Regions from separate parts of the Oryctolagus cuniculus genome. Here region 1 is linked to region 2. A link is a contact called in public Micro-C data. All regions are on one chromosome and are shown on one strand. Each heading gives the region's core, a stretch centred on a gene start, on an enhancer-like site or on the middle of the called end of the contact. The rest is flanking DNA. Distances are from core to core; before and after follow the strand shown. Region 1 holds the start of MYBL1 (MYB proto-oncogene like 1). Region 2 holds the start of ADHFE1 (alcohol dehydrogenase iron containing 1).

Region 1 (3,467 bases), core at 930-3,429, 180 kb before region 2:
ACAAACATTTTTCAAAGTGGTGGAACCATTTGCATTCCTATTAGCAATGTGTGACAGTTGTATTTGCTCAGTATTTTCATCTTCATCAACCTTTGCAGAGTTGGTTATTTTCCCTGCTCATTCTTCTAGATATGTGTAGTAGTGTCTCATTGTGGTTTTGATTTGCATTTCTTTAATGATTTAATAAGGTGGACCATCTCATGTGCTTGTCATTTATATCTTCTTTGGTGAAGCATATGTTCAAATCCTTTGTCCATTTTTAAAAGCTTTTTTTTTCATGATTGAGTTTTGAGAGTTCTTTATATATTCCAAATAAAACCTCTATGTTATGCTTTTAAAAATCCCAAATCTTAGTTTATGTGACACTTAAACTTGTGTATTCAAATGACTGTGAAAGACTAATTCCAAACTTTGTCATGAGTTTTATAACTGATTTTAAAATGTTATCTTTCTAAGGAACTGCCTTTCTTTTACATTAAAATGGGGGGGCAGTAATTTTACTGTTGAGATCTTTAAAAACTGCTTCAAGCCCTAAAAAGGTATTCTGTATAAAACTGTAGCCTAAAATATAGCAGAATCTCAGCTTCCTGTCAGAATATATATGAAGTATGACCCAGGAAAAAATAGGAAATGTCTGATTCCAAGTGACTTTCGAAATCTAGTGAAACTTGGAAACTAATTTCCAATCTATTTTTTTTTAAGTTATTTTTTTGAAAGGCAGAGTTAGAGAGAGGCAGAGGCAGAGGCAGAAAAAGCCAGAGAGGTCTTCCATCTGCTGGTTCACTCTCCAAATGGCCCCAACGGGAGCTGGCCTGATAGGAAGCCAGGAGCCAGGAGCTTCTTCTGGGTCTCCCACACGGGTGCAGAGGCCCAAGGACCTGGGCCAACTTCTACTGCCTTCCCAGGCCATAGCAGGGAGCCGGATTGGAAATGGAGCAGCTGGGACTCCAACTGGCGCCCATATGGGATGCCAGCACTGCAGGCAGAGTCTTTAATCGCTAAGCCCCAGCACTGGCCCTCAAATCTTTTTTTTTTTTTTTTTAAAGTGGACCAGCAATTCAGCATGATTTGGAATAAAAAGCTGCTTAACCTTCCCATAATCTATACCTTGAGAAAAAGGAACTCTAAAAACGCAAATGTATTTAAGTTTTGACAGTAGTGCTTGTAACCACCTCTTAATTCAGATTTGCACCTGCATTTCTGATTTGCAAAAGATGATGCGTAGAATTTCAAAATAGCAAATGTCAGTTTGGTACAATATTAACACGCGGTTCAGTGCTCTATCCAGTAGAGCATGCTGTCTTGCAAATTTGAATCCTTAACCGTGTCTAATCGTTAGTGCAGTTAACCTACTTTCCTGCTAGGCGAACTGCGCAGTTCCTAGTTACTAGACTTGGAGCCTCTAGTGGCTCCAACTGCTGGAAGCTCCCGCGGTGCGGTACCGCACGTCCCACCCCCGCTTCTCCTGTGAGGGCGGAAGGTCAACGTCTCGGGCTGTCCATCGTACTTATTCATCTGGACCAAGTTCCCAGACCACCTCTGTTCTGTCTTCTCGCATTATTCTCCCGGACCAAGCTCCCCCACCCCGCACATCAGTTCTATCCCTTAAGGTGGGGCGCTGCATTAAGTACTTTGAGAACGTAATGCACACACGCATCATTTCCTTTTACCGCTGTACACACGTCTCCGCCTAAAATCTTTTCCACTTGTCACACTTCTGTTCCTTCTTGAGGAAAAATGAGGTGATATTCAGTTCCCTGCCACAGAATCTTCGCCACTCTCCTAGCTAGGATGTCTTCTGGGTAAAAATAGCTCCCGTTTTTGCTTAAAAAAATAACCGCCGCGAAAATGTTATGATTAAATTTGTGTCACATCCGACGACCGCGCCTAATTACGAAGGCGGGATACATCCAAACAGCCAGGACCTACTGCCCAGAAAGGCTGCAGAGACGTTCTTCGGCCAGGCGGCAGGACCGCCCTTCCCCAGGGACACCATCCGCTCACCCGGGGAAATTGAGGGCGGCGGCTTCTGCGGCCGCCGCTTCCGGATCCGCCCCTCAAGCTCAGGAACTCGGCTTCCCTGCAGGCCGCGCGCGGCCAGGGCGCTCCGCCCCCTCGCGGTGCGGCTCTCCGCGCGCTCCGGGTCCCGGCACAGCTCGGCCCGCGAGCCCCGCCTACGGCCCCACCCCCTAGTTCCCCGCTCCTTCGCCGTCTCCCGCGAGTTCCAGTCCTGGCTTCCAGCTCCCCAGCCCCGCCCTCAGCAGCGCGCGCTCTCCCCGCCCCGCCCTGGCCCCCCGCGTGCGGGCGCCACAGCCAATAAGGTTCCGGGCCGCGTGCGCAGATTCAAACGGCGGCTCTTGAGGGAGGCTGGGCGCGAGATTCGGCGGTGCGGACAAAACCCTGCAGGAGGCTGCGAGCCCTGCACAGCTGCTCGCTGCGGGGAGAGGGCGGGGGTCGGCGCCCGCGGCGGAGCTGCGCTGGGACCTCAGCCGGGAGGCTCAGAGGCGGCCGAAGAAGCTGGCGAGGGGCGGGAGCGTGCCTCCTGACATGTTGGGGGCATCCCTGACCGGGCCGGGCCGGGGCTAGGACACAGCGCTGCGGGCCGGGGGCGGGTCGCGGTCCGCCCCTCAGTCCCTCCGTCCTGCCCTGCCTGGGACTTGGCGTTCCGCTCTCGGCCGCCTCTGGGAGGGAGCGAGGGAAGCCGCTGGGAGAGTCGGGGAGAAGGAGCATTCGCCTGAGGCTGGAGGAGGCTGACTTGCGTCCCCGCCCAGCCCGCGCCTATGCGGTACTTGAAGGATGGCGAAGAGGTCGCGCAGGTGGGTGACATCCCTTTCACCCGGGCCTGTCAGCGCCAACTCTGGCCGGGGTCTCGTTCGTTTCCCGCTGCCCCCCGCACCCAGCTCTCCCCCAGGCAGGGCAGAGGGTTTCCAAGTCGCTGCCCTACAGCCTCTCGGCCCCACGGGGTCGAGCGCAGGGCAGAGTGGGGGACCAGTGTGTGTGACGGCGTCCCCACGGCGCACGTCCCACCTCTCAGCCCTCCCAGCCACTCTTGGAGGGAGGTTTCTTGCCAGGTAAGTGTGTGCGCTTTGAGGGAAGATGCTACCCGGATACAAGTGATCGTGCCCATCCTGGATGCCTCGAAACGGAGTTTAGAGTTCGCTTCCGATCGACTGCACTGTCGAAATAGGAGCTCCCCGACAAACCTGGGCGGCAGCCCCTCTGCCAACTCTGCTCTCTTGAAAGGTTATGGAAAATCCCCTTTTGGGTAGCTGAGGAGGACCTTTGTGTGATGCTTTCTCTAATTACAATGCCCATGTTCATGTATATGTATTTTACATCTTCTGGGAAGATAACACACCGTGGCTACCACCAGCTTGCTCTTAAAACACTGTTTGAGTCACTTGACATTTTGGGCGTCCTTCGTTAACTCTGTATCTAAGTGTGGCACAGAGGTGTTGCACATATTT
Region 2 (3,241 bases), core at 106-2,605:
TAGCACATGTAGAACAAGTGGACGGTGTGTGGGCAGCACATGGGCAAATGCCCAGTGGGTCTTGTTTATGATCTTGGACCATATGTCTTCTCCAGCCTCACCATACTCTATGAAAGGAAGTTCTGACTACTTTCAGATCCAGGAAGGGCACCTTTCACATCCCGGTGCTGGTCTTGTCTCTGCCTGAAATGCCTAAGTGCCTCTTTCCCCCACCTCCCTGCACCTGTCAGCTCAGTTTCCCATAATGTCCCAGGTTGACTTGTGCCCTCACTCCAGTACTGATCAGGCGACTGCTATGTACCTGGGTGGAAGAGTCAAGTATCCTGACTCCCCCGTAGGTGCCATGCAAATCTATGGCATTTCTTCCCATCTACACCTGTCTGCTGCTTTCTGCACAGGCCCATGCTACCCGTTTGCACCTCTGTTTCTCCCCTGAGCCCTTCATCGCTACATGCCGTGGATCCGAGAGCAGCTTCTGGCACATAATGTACACTCGATAAATGTGTTGACTGGACACACGAGTCTGTCTTGGCCACTGCGTGGGACCAGGGACTGTTTCCTTAACGGTGACAGGCAGGGTAAGACCTGCCTCTCCTAGCCCTGCAAGGTTGCCTGGCGCACCGCCTCAGCACTCTCTGCGGTACCCCCTTTCCCCGCAGTACCGGGAAGCAGCGCTGGCCCGGGCGGCTCACGCCCGGGGGCCCGCGTAGACACGGCAGCGTCCTCCGGCCCCTGCCCGCCCGCTGCCCCCCAACTCACGCTGCGCGCTGCAGTTGCCTCAGCAAGTGCGCGACCCGGGCCCGGGCGGCGGCCATGGCTGCGCGGTCTTCCTCGCAGGTCCCAGCTCCACCTCCCGCCGTCGGCCAATCCAAGCCTCCGCCCTCCTCCCACCCCCTCTGCAAGGTCACCAGCCCCAGCTTTAACCCGCAGTGGCTCAGGACCACCCTCCCGCGAGTCCGAACCGGAACCACTGTCCCCAGCTGCACCTCGCCGCCTACCTCTGAAACTGCGCTGGCAGGTAACCGCTCCGCCGGTCTTGGGCACTGCTGGTCTCCCTGGACTCCAAACCCCTCACCTCCCACTTGTTGGGGCCGCGGGAAGGCCAGGAAGGGTATTTTCCCACTCACAGGCTTTTAAATTATCAAGACACTGCATTCAAACGTTCTAACTGTAAACAAGGATCTGACAAAAGCCAGAGGGACCTTTTGTCACAGGGCCCACTGTTTGAATCAAGGCCTAATAACAAAAACCAAAAAAAAAACTCCAGAAAAAAAAAGGGGGGGGGGAAGTCACCAGATTTTTAAACGCGCTGTGAAAGGCAAGTAGTTAAAACCTGCCATGACCCCACTGTACTCGGGGGTGGGAAGGCTTGGCAGTGCCCAATCAACTGAGTCTCAGTGGGAGTTAACTATCCAGTGCAAAGTATACAGACAGTAACAACTGCATGTTTGCACCTTCTGTAAATTATTACTATGGAGTGTGAATTAGTCTTTTCTTTCATAGCAATTCCTAAAAGTAACCTTACACCAATGAAGCAGAAAGAAAAGACAAAACGCCTCTTATCCATTGTCAGACCAAAAACAGTTGGATTGCTTCCAGCACTGTGGCAGAGTTCTCAGGAAATGTAGTATTTATCTTTACACACGGAGGAGCTGACCGAGATCAAGCTGGAAGAAACTGATGGGACAGGGAAGAGACCCAAGACAGCTTTCAACGTTTCACCTGCTAAACAACCCAGCCCAGGTCAGTGTAAGCACCGTTCCAATTAAGGATGACTCTGTGGGCCACTGGCTTCCCCAGTGGGAAAAAGCAGGGTAGATTCATAAACGTTGAGAAACATTGAAGTATTTTTCAATTAATGAGATTTGTTGGTATTTAAATTCTTGAGTTACAGCAATGTTTTCAGTGCTGTAAAGCATGAAATGTTTCTTAAAGCAGCTACCAATTGTACTACATTATTAATATTGAATTTGATTCCAAAAGAAGTTATTTTTCTAATAAAAGTGGCTTTGCTGAAACCATTATAATTTAACTGCTTTGTGTTTTCAGAAAGTGAAAACACTAGGAATGCAGGTTGCTGGCCTTATACATTTACCACAATAGTCAAAAAAAGTTAAAGTCAACACTGGATACAGTTACACTTTATTAAATAACCATTACATCTGTTTCTTGTAAACCCAGTTCTGAAAATATCTGTAACCTCCCCCACTGCTGATAAATCTACATACTTGTTATAAAAATAATGCAGAAATGTATAAATCAATCTGTTAAGGTTGGGAAGTGTGGCCGGCTCTCCCTCACCCCATATCCAAAGTTAAAAAGATGACTCTGTCAGAACTCATTCCCAGTTTTCATCAACACATTGTTTCCCTAATTCTTAACGTCCTCTGGCACATCCTTAATCTCCAGCCAATCTCAGGTGTGGGGAAAACATCAACCCGGTAGAACTGACAACTTACAGGCTCTCGAGGGGAGGGCAATCCCGTCCCGTCAGCCTCAAGCTCTCGGAAGGCAGCAGCCGCCTCCCCCGCCCCCGCCTATGGTCCCTGGATGTTAACATTTGGCACGTGCAGGTCTTGGTTTACAGTTCGGGTCCCAGGGTGAAACTGCTACTTCCGCCTCTTTCCTCCTGGGCGCTGTCCCCCTCCTCCCCCTCCTCGCCTCTTGCCGCCCAAGCCCGGCGGCCCGGAATTCATCTTGCTTCCCGAGCCCCCTTTCCGCTTCCCCCCGTGGCTGCGCGGGCCCCCTTTCCGCTGGCCCCCAGACCCCTGCCGGCCTCCCTTTCTCTTGCCCTTCTGGCTCATCTTCCTCTTCTTGGCGGCCTCCTCTTGGTCCTCCTCCCTCATCTGCTTATTGGTGGCCTTGGTCACATCCAGCTTGGGCTTCTTGCTGTTCATGACCCGAAGCAGCTCCAGCTGGTTCTTTTTCTCAGCCGAAAAGTCCCCGAAAAGGGGTTGGAACTTCCTCTTCTTGCCGGAGCCCCGGGGCGCCTTCTCTTTAGGAAGGCGCTCTTGGAAGCGCCCCAGAGAAGCGGTGGAGACCTTGGCTATTTGCATGGCGCGGCCCAGCTCCTCCTTACTCTGGTGTCCCGTAGGGTGCAGGCCGGCCGTGCTGGGCAGCTGGGTCTTGTGCGCGCGGGCCAAGTTACGCAGCCGATTCAGCTCGTTCTTGGCCACCCGTTCCTTCTTGGCCTGAATGCGCTTTGCAAACTGGTCCTCCATTGGGTCGGCGCCGCCGGGCA

Evidence for each region. Hi-C and Micro-C count contacts between places; a contact is called where the count stands out from the background.
Region 1: a contact with region 2 is called in a Micro-C map of ear pinna, with 8 times the contacts expected there. The contact joins the promoter of MYBL1 here to the promoter of ADHFE1 in region 2. A contact is called at or near these places in 5 of 6 Hi-C or Micro-C datasets (ear pinna, embryonic fibroblasts, psoas muscle and 2 more).

Annotation. Positions count from the first base shown.
Region 1 is chr6:92,274,191-92,277,657 of mOryCun1.1, reverse strand. MYBL1 (MYB proto-oncogene like 1) reads left to right here and starts at 2,179. Exons shown (of 16, transcript XM_051844529.2): 1 at 2,179-2,816. The coding sequence starts at 2,797.
Region 2 is chr6:92,092,195-92,095,435 of mOryCun1.1, reverse strand. ADHFE1 (alcohol dehydrogenase iron containing 1) reads right to left here and starts at 1,355. Exons shown (of 15, transcript XM_070075107.1): 1 at 1,294-1,355; 2 at 999-1,182. It overlaps RRS1 (ribosome biogenesis regulator 1 homolog), which reads right to left. Exons shown (of 1, transcript XM_002710447.5): 1 at 2,114-3,241. The coding sequence ends at 2,610. It overlaps LOC103348037 (a long non-coding RNA gene), which reads left to right and starts at 890. Exons shown (of 6, transcript XR_011389115.1): 1 at 890-1,018; 2 at 1,504-1,743.